2 separate regions of the Mus musculus genome follow, and region 1 is linked to region 2. A link is a contact called in public HiChIP or PLAC-seq data. All regions are on one chromosome and are shown on one strand. Each heading gives the region's core, a stretch centred on a gene start, on an enhancer-like site or on the middle of the called end of the contact. The rest is flanking DNA. Distances are from core to core; before and after follow the strand shown. Region 1 overlaps Desi1 (desumoylating isopeptidase 1). Region 2 overlaps Aco2 (aconitase 2, mitochondrial).

Region 1 (3,079 bases), core at 167-2,666, 100 kb after region 2:
GTTTCTTTATCACAGGTTCAAAGGTGACAGTGTTAGGTGACCATGGACTGCCAATGTAAAGTCTTCCTCTTTATGAGCTGAGTATCCCAGGTTTGTGCTCCAGGAGCAGAAAGCTCACTAACCATCTTCCAAGTAGCTCGCCCTATGGATTTACTCCCAGGCCCCCTTCTCTGTGTGGCCCTACCATCTTCTTACTGACCCTGCAAGGCCTGCTGAGTTGCCGTTGAACAGGCTGGCCGCCCAGAGGGGACTAGAGCTTTCTGTACAGACTGCTGTATTTGTATCCTTAGATGAAGGGATAGCTTTAAGACACGTCTCATGTAGTCGAGGCTGGCCCTGAATTCCTGATCCTCTGGTCTCTACTTCCCAAGTGCTGGGATTTCAGGCATGTACCAAAACACCCAGCTTCTTTCTAACAATTCTTTTGAAGAAGATACAAGCTGAGGAGAGAGGAGGAAGCTAGGCATAAAGCCGAAGGAATCAGGATGATAAGCTGGGAGTGGGCATATTTCAAAATTAAGATTCTTCCAGTAGCCAGACGTGGTGGCGCACGCCTTTAGTCCCAGCACTTGGGAGGCAGAGGCAGACGGATTTCTGAGTTCGAGGCCAGCCTGGTCTACAGAGTGAGTTCCAGGACAGCCAGGACTACACAGAAAAACCGTGTCTCAAAAAACAAAAACAAAAAAACAAGCAAACAAACAAAGATTCTTCCAGAAAACATACTCTTCTATTCAGAGTAACTGGTCATGCGAAGTTGCCAAGTGTTGATGTCATTTTCTAGAGGGCACGTGGTTTGTCCCTGTAACAATAACCAGCTGAAAATCACTGTAAAGATGGAGTTTGGAGAGTTCAAGATTACTGTGCCTTAGGTCCTAATCCCGGCACTCAGGAGGCTGTGCATGCTGATATCTGTGCGTCTGAGGTCAGGATAGTCTATGAAATGAGCTCTAGGCTAGTCTAGCTACATAGTGAGATCCTGTCTTAAAAAGTAAGTGCCCACAAAAGATAGTGGCTCATGACACACTCTGGGAACAGGCTTTATGCTCAGCGCACCCCAGCACCCCTTTCCTTACTGAATATGTACCCCACCCCCTTTTCCTTACTATGTAGCCTAGCCCCCCTTTCCTTACTGAATATGTAGCCTAGCCTAGCCTCAAACTCACTGTGTAGCTCAGACTGATGCTGTCTCAAGTCACTGTCACGCTGTTTGCCTCGGCCTCACAAGTGCTAGGACTCTACGCGCACACCACTGTGCGAAGCTGGTACTGCCGTATTTAAATCACCCCTAAAATCAAGGAAATAAAATTCCTCGTAAACTGCTCCAAGGGTTAAATCAACTCCCACTCAGACAAGCTCAGAGACTCCACCCACTAACAGGAAAAGCCTTTGGCTACTCCATCGTGCTCAGAGTCTCATGACCTAGATCTGGAGGCAGGGTTTTGAACATCTATTAGGTAGAAGACAGTCTGAGGCCTAGGAGACCCAGCTCTTGAGCAGCCCTGTTTTCTACGTAGTTTTTTTTGTTTTGTTTTGAAATGAGGCGTTTATCTGTCAGGACCCCTGTTGGTCAGGACCCCACCCGATTCAGTTGAAGCCAGAGGTGTTACGAGTGTTACATTTCCTAGAGTGAGCAGAGGCAGCTTGATAGAATCAGAAAAGGGAGTATGTGTCCTTTCTTGAGATGTCATCTGGGAGATGGCCCACAGGCCCTTCCCAAGGTTGGACCCATCAGGGGCAGAGGAAACCTCTGTTGAGGGCTTTCCTTGAACTGTGAATTCAAGGACACGCAGAATCTGGTCTTTTGAGGGCATCAGAGCTCAGGGTGTGGATGACTGAGACAAGTCACAGTTTGGAACTGGGTTGTCCTGTTACTCTGGATTCTGCCACCTCCCCAAGCCTAAACTATAGATAAGCACTTTTGGGAAGTGGCTTTGTGTATTAGATACTGGGGTTTTATGTAAATATCAAAACTAGTGTCAAGTAGGTTTCTAAATTCTGTGGTGGCACTAAAACCCAGCTCCAAGGAGGCCGAAGGTCAGACTAGTGCACACTGGTAGTTGGGAACAATGGTGGCCTTCTGTGGTGGAATCTGCCACCAGACAGGTCCTACTGGATGTGAGGATTCGGTTGCCCTAGGGAAGGGGCACTAAGTTTGAGGGTTTCCTGTCTTTCCTTTTATTTCTGAGACAGGGTCCCACAGAGCCCAGGCTCTTCTCAGGAAGTCCATTAGGGAGCTGAGGCTGGTCTGAATCTCCTGACTGCCTCAGATGGGGATTTTTTTCAGAGTTCGCAGGGGTAGAAACAGAGTAGTCACACTCACGTGGAAAGAACTTCTGAGGGCAGGTCGGTGATGTAAGAAGGGATCTTTCGCCCAGTCAGGAACTGCGCCACTTCATTGCTAAAGGTGTTACAGTTGTGTTCAAAGAGGTTGTAGGCTTCTCCTCTGTACATGGAGAGAGGTTTGAAGAGCAGATGAGAGGGCCAGCAGCATCTATGTGGCGTGACTGTGACTGTTGAGTGGGAAGGTGGGCAGAGTCTAATGTTAGGACTATGACCAGTCCTCTCACACCCTCCAGAAGGACTGCTGTCTGCAGATCTGGACCTCTGAGCAGTGACTTACAAGGGAAAGATGAAGCAGAAACACATGGTTTCTATATAATTCCAGAATCTACACTCACATCGGGACTAGGATCAGAGGTGAACACTTAATAAAGCTATCTAGTTTTTAAAAAAATATTTACTTATTTTATGCAGATGAGCATGTATAAATGTATGTGTACCATGTTTGTGCCTATAGACTGTGAAGGCCAGAAGACTGTAACTCCTGTTACTGGAGTTATAGGCTGTTGTGTGTCTCCATGTGAGTCCAGGGAACTGATCCCCAAGCCTTATCCTCTAAGAATCTCTCAACAAATATCCTTATTCTCTAAGCCATCCCTCAAGCCCCTCCTTGATCTTTTTTTTTTAAAACATTCATTTTGTGTGTATGTGTGTGGGGACAATGTTTGAGAGCAGGTCCTCTCTTTCCATAGTGTGGGCCTTGGGGTTCACACTCAGGCTGGCTGTTGCACCCTATGGC
Region 2 (3,111 bases), core at 481-2,980:
TTTTTACTCTGAGCAATTGGCTGAAGCAACAAAACCAATATTTAGATTTTAACTTTGTCAATAAAATTACTAAAAAATTTCCATTTTTTTCCCCTGTGTTAACCAGAGAATTCTGGTAACTATCTGCATGGTTCAGGTAACTGGAAAAACTGCCCTTTCTTGTTGTCGCCATGAACCAAGCAGCTGTCCTCAGAGAGTTGGTTTTGCTCTCAGGAGATGCTCAGCAGTACGTCAAGACATTTCTTAGTTATCTTTACTAGAAACAGAGTGAGGGTTGTTACTACGTAGTGGGTAGGAACTAACAACACCACTAAACAGCCACAGGACAGCCTTATAGCAGAGTCACCTGGCCCACGTGTAGGTAGTGCCAGGGCTAAAAAACCATGACATAGAGAAAAAGTAGAGGTAAGGCTCTTCTAAGAAGTTTTTTATTCTAAAGAATGTGTTTTCTTGTTTGAGAATTTCAAACATGCATGTCATGTGTCTTGATCAAACATGAGCTTACAACGGCTGTAACTGCACCCATAAGACCTAAGGAAGATCAAGCTAGTCTAAGAGCTTTAAAGAAGGCAGAGCACGGCTAGGGGACTCTTCCTCCTCTCAGAGCCTTTGACAGTAGAGCCAGACTCCATTTCCAGGAACAGAACACCACCCAGAAGAACAGAGGGACAGATAAATATAGATAGAGATCCGAAGTCACTCTCTATCAGAAGACGTACTGGTAAGCTGCCCTAGTTTTGCTCACTGTCAGCTGTACATCATATACTGTATTAGAGTGTGTTCATCTCAGGCCACACTGAGGTCACCTATTGTGGAGGTGAGCGCCTTTACTTGCTGAGCCTTCTAAGCAGCCCAGTGTCGGGCTGGTCTTTGTTTAAAGAGCATTTCAGGCATTTCTTTCAAGGTTTTAGTGCTATTTTTCAGCTCTCTTGAGCCCAGAAAGAGAGGTTATATTCTATACAGTGAGTCACTGCCACCCACCTGCCTGGGATATGCTGCTGCAAAGGGCCAGCCTTGCTGCTTTTACTGGCTTCTCTAATGAAGCAGACCTAGAGATTCTTAGAACTACCAGTTGAGCTGAACAGCTAGGACTTTTTTTTTTTTTTTTTTTTTGGTTTTTGGTTTTTCGAGACAGGGTTTTTCTGTGTAGCCCTGGCTGTCCTGGAACTCACTTTGTAGACCAGACTGGGCTCGAACTCAGAAATCCGCCTGCCTCTGCCTCCCGAGTGCTGGGATCAAAGGTGTGTGCCACCACCGCCCGGCCATCTAGGACTTTAGAGAAGAGCTCTTAGTTCAAGGGCTTAGGAGACTGAGATTAGTAGATGGGCCCAGGCAGGCAGAGGAGAAGGAAGGGTCCACGTTTCCTGCTGAGTCATGCTGGGTCAGCAGTAGAGTCAGCATGAGAGCACAGACAGCACACCCTGTTGGATCCTTGCATCTAGTTTTGTACCTCAGCTTTGGGACCTGGGAGAACTCACTTTCCTCCCAGAGCCTCAGTTTCCTCATCTGCACTGTGAGTATAAATGAGTTCTATGCATGAAGTGCTTATGAAAGCCTAAGAGTAGGGACTGGAGAGATGACTCAGTGTTCTCTTCTAGAGAGACCCAAGTTCAATTCCTGGCACCATCCACTATGACTCTGATTCCAGGGGATCGCCAGTCCTCTGGCCTCTACAGATACCTATTTGCACATGTCCACACACACATAAACAATCCCAGGATTTAGGGCTCTAGTCACATAACACTGACCTTTGGTCACAGACTGGAGAGCATGGTAGGCTGGGAATGGGCTGGGTTATTACCAGAGGGCAGGGAAGGGCTTTGGGGTGTGGGTTTCGGGATGTTTGTGTGTGTGGTAATGAGGACCAAGTAAAGGTCCTAGCACCTCCTGCTCTGCATCTGAGCTACTTCCAGTTCCAAAACATATGCCCTGTACAGGGCTTATCAGTCTAATTATACCTCAGTAAAGCGGCCTCTCAGGATGCCTTTGCTTGTTTGAGGAGGGAAAGTCTTGCTCTGTAGCCCTGACCAGCCTTAACTGTTCGGCTCATCTTACACTGTGTCAGTCCTGTCACCTCAGCCTCCTGAATGCTGAGAGCACAGAGCTACTGTGTCCTATCTTAATAAAGCTGTTTGAAAATAAGAGAACGATGTCAAGCTGGTGGCAGGTATCTACAAATTCTAGTGTACCTGTAATTCTAACACTCATGAAGTCAAGATAGTTGGTTCTTGAGCTTGCAGCCAATCTGGGCTATAAAGTAAATTCCTAGTCCTGCCCCCCTGCCCTCTACCCCCGACCCAAAAAACAAAACAAAACAAAACAAAAAACAGGACAAAGGGTCTAGAGAGAGTTAAGTACTTACTGCTGATCTTCTAGAGATCCCAAGTTTGGTTCCCAGAACTCACATAGCAGCTCACAATCACTTGTAACTTCAGTTTAAGAAGATCCAATTTGGGTGGTGGAGCACGCCTTTAATCCCAGCACTTGGGAGGCAGAGGCAGGCAGATTTCTGAGTTCGAGGCCAGCTTGGTCCACAGAGTGAGTTCCAGGACAGACAGAGCTATACAGAGAAACCCTGTCTTGAAAATCAAAGAAGAAGGAGGAGGAGAAGGAAGAAGAAGAAGAAGAGGAAGAGGAGGAGGAGGAGGAGAAGATCCAATATCACTTCCTCTTCTGGCCTCTTTGGGTTCTACATGCACACATGATGCACACATACGCACAAAAACACACATGCCCATAAAATAAAAATAATTTTTAAATTAAACAGCAACACATTCACACACACAAATAGCCAGGTATAGTATGTAGGCATGTAATGCCAGCATTAGGAATGCTGAGGTAGAAGACTGAGGTATGAGAATCATAAGTTGGGGGCTAGCCTAAGCTATAGAGAGCATTCTCTATCTTGAAAACAAAACAAAGCGCCTGGCAACAGTAGCACATGCCTTTGCTCCCAGCACTCAGGAGCCTGAGACAGGAAGACTGTCATGAGTCTGAAGCCAAGTCTTTTTTTTTTTTTTTTTCTTTTTTTTTAAAGATTTATTTATTATTATACATAAGTACACTTTAGCTATCTTCAGACACACCAGAAGAGGGTATCAGATCTCTTTA

What was found. HiChIP or PLAC-seq counts read pairs in DNA pulled down with a chosen protein or histone mark.
Region 1: an H3K27ac HiChIP or PLAC-seq map of embryonic stem cells shows a contact between it and region 2, with 6 read pairs. The contact joins two enhancer-like sites. A contact is called at or near these places in 1 of 39 promoter capture datasets (embryonic stem cells), 1 of 115 datasets of contacts at active chromatin or transcription factors (embryonic stem cells) and 3 of 9 other capture datasets (adipose tissue, liver and pancreatic islet).

What each region holds. Positions count from the first base shown.
Region 1 is chr15:81,995,790-81,998,868 of GRCm38.p6, forward strand. It overlaps Desi1 (desumoylating isopeptidase 1), which reads right to left. Exons shown (of 6, transcript NM_134095.3): 5 at 2,321-2,443. It also overlaps a transcript of Xrcc6 not described here. Among named protein-coding and RNA genes, the nearest start is that of 1700029P11Rik, 17 kb to the left of the region's middle. Within about 2 kb of position 1,417, at least 6 of the 459 cell types and tissues checked have an H3K27ac peak or open chromatin away from gene starts, as enhancers often do. A contact at or near this core is called in embryonic stem cells, where this site is marked.
Region 2 is chr15:81,890,646-81,893,756 of GRCm38.p6, forward strand. The region is part of intron 2 of Aco2 (aconitase 2, mitochondrial); the gene reads left to right. Among named protein-coding and RNA genes, the nearest start is that of Aco2, 20 kb to the left of the region's middle. Within about 2 kb of position 1,731, at least 64 of the 459 cell types and tissues checked have an H3K27ac peak or open chromatin away from gene starts, as enhancers often do. A contact at or near this core is called in embryonic stem cells, where this site is marked.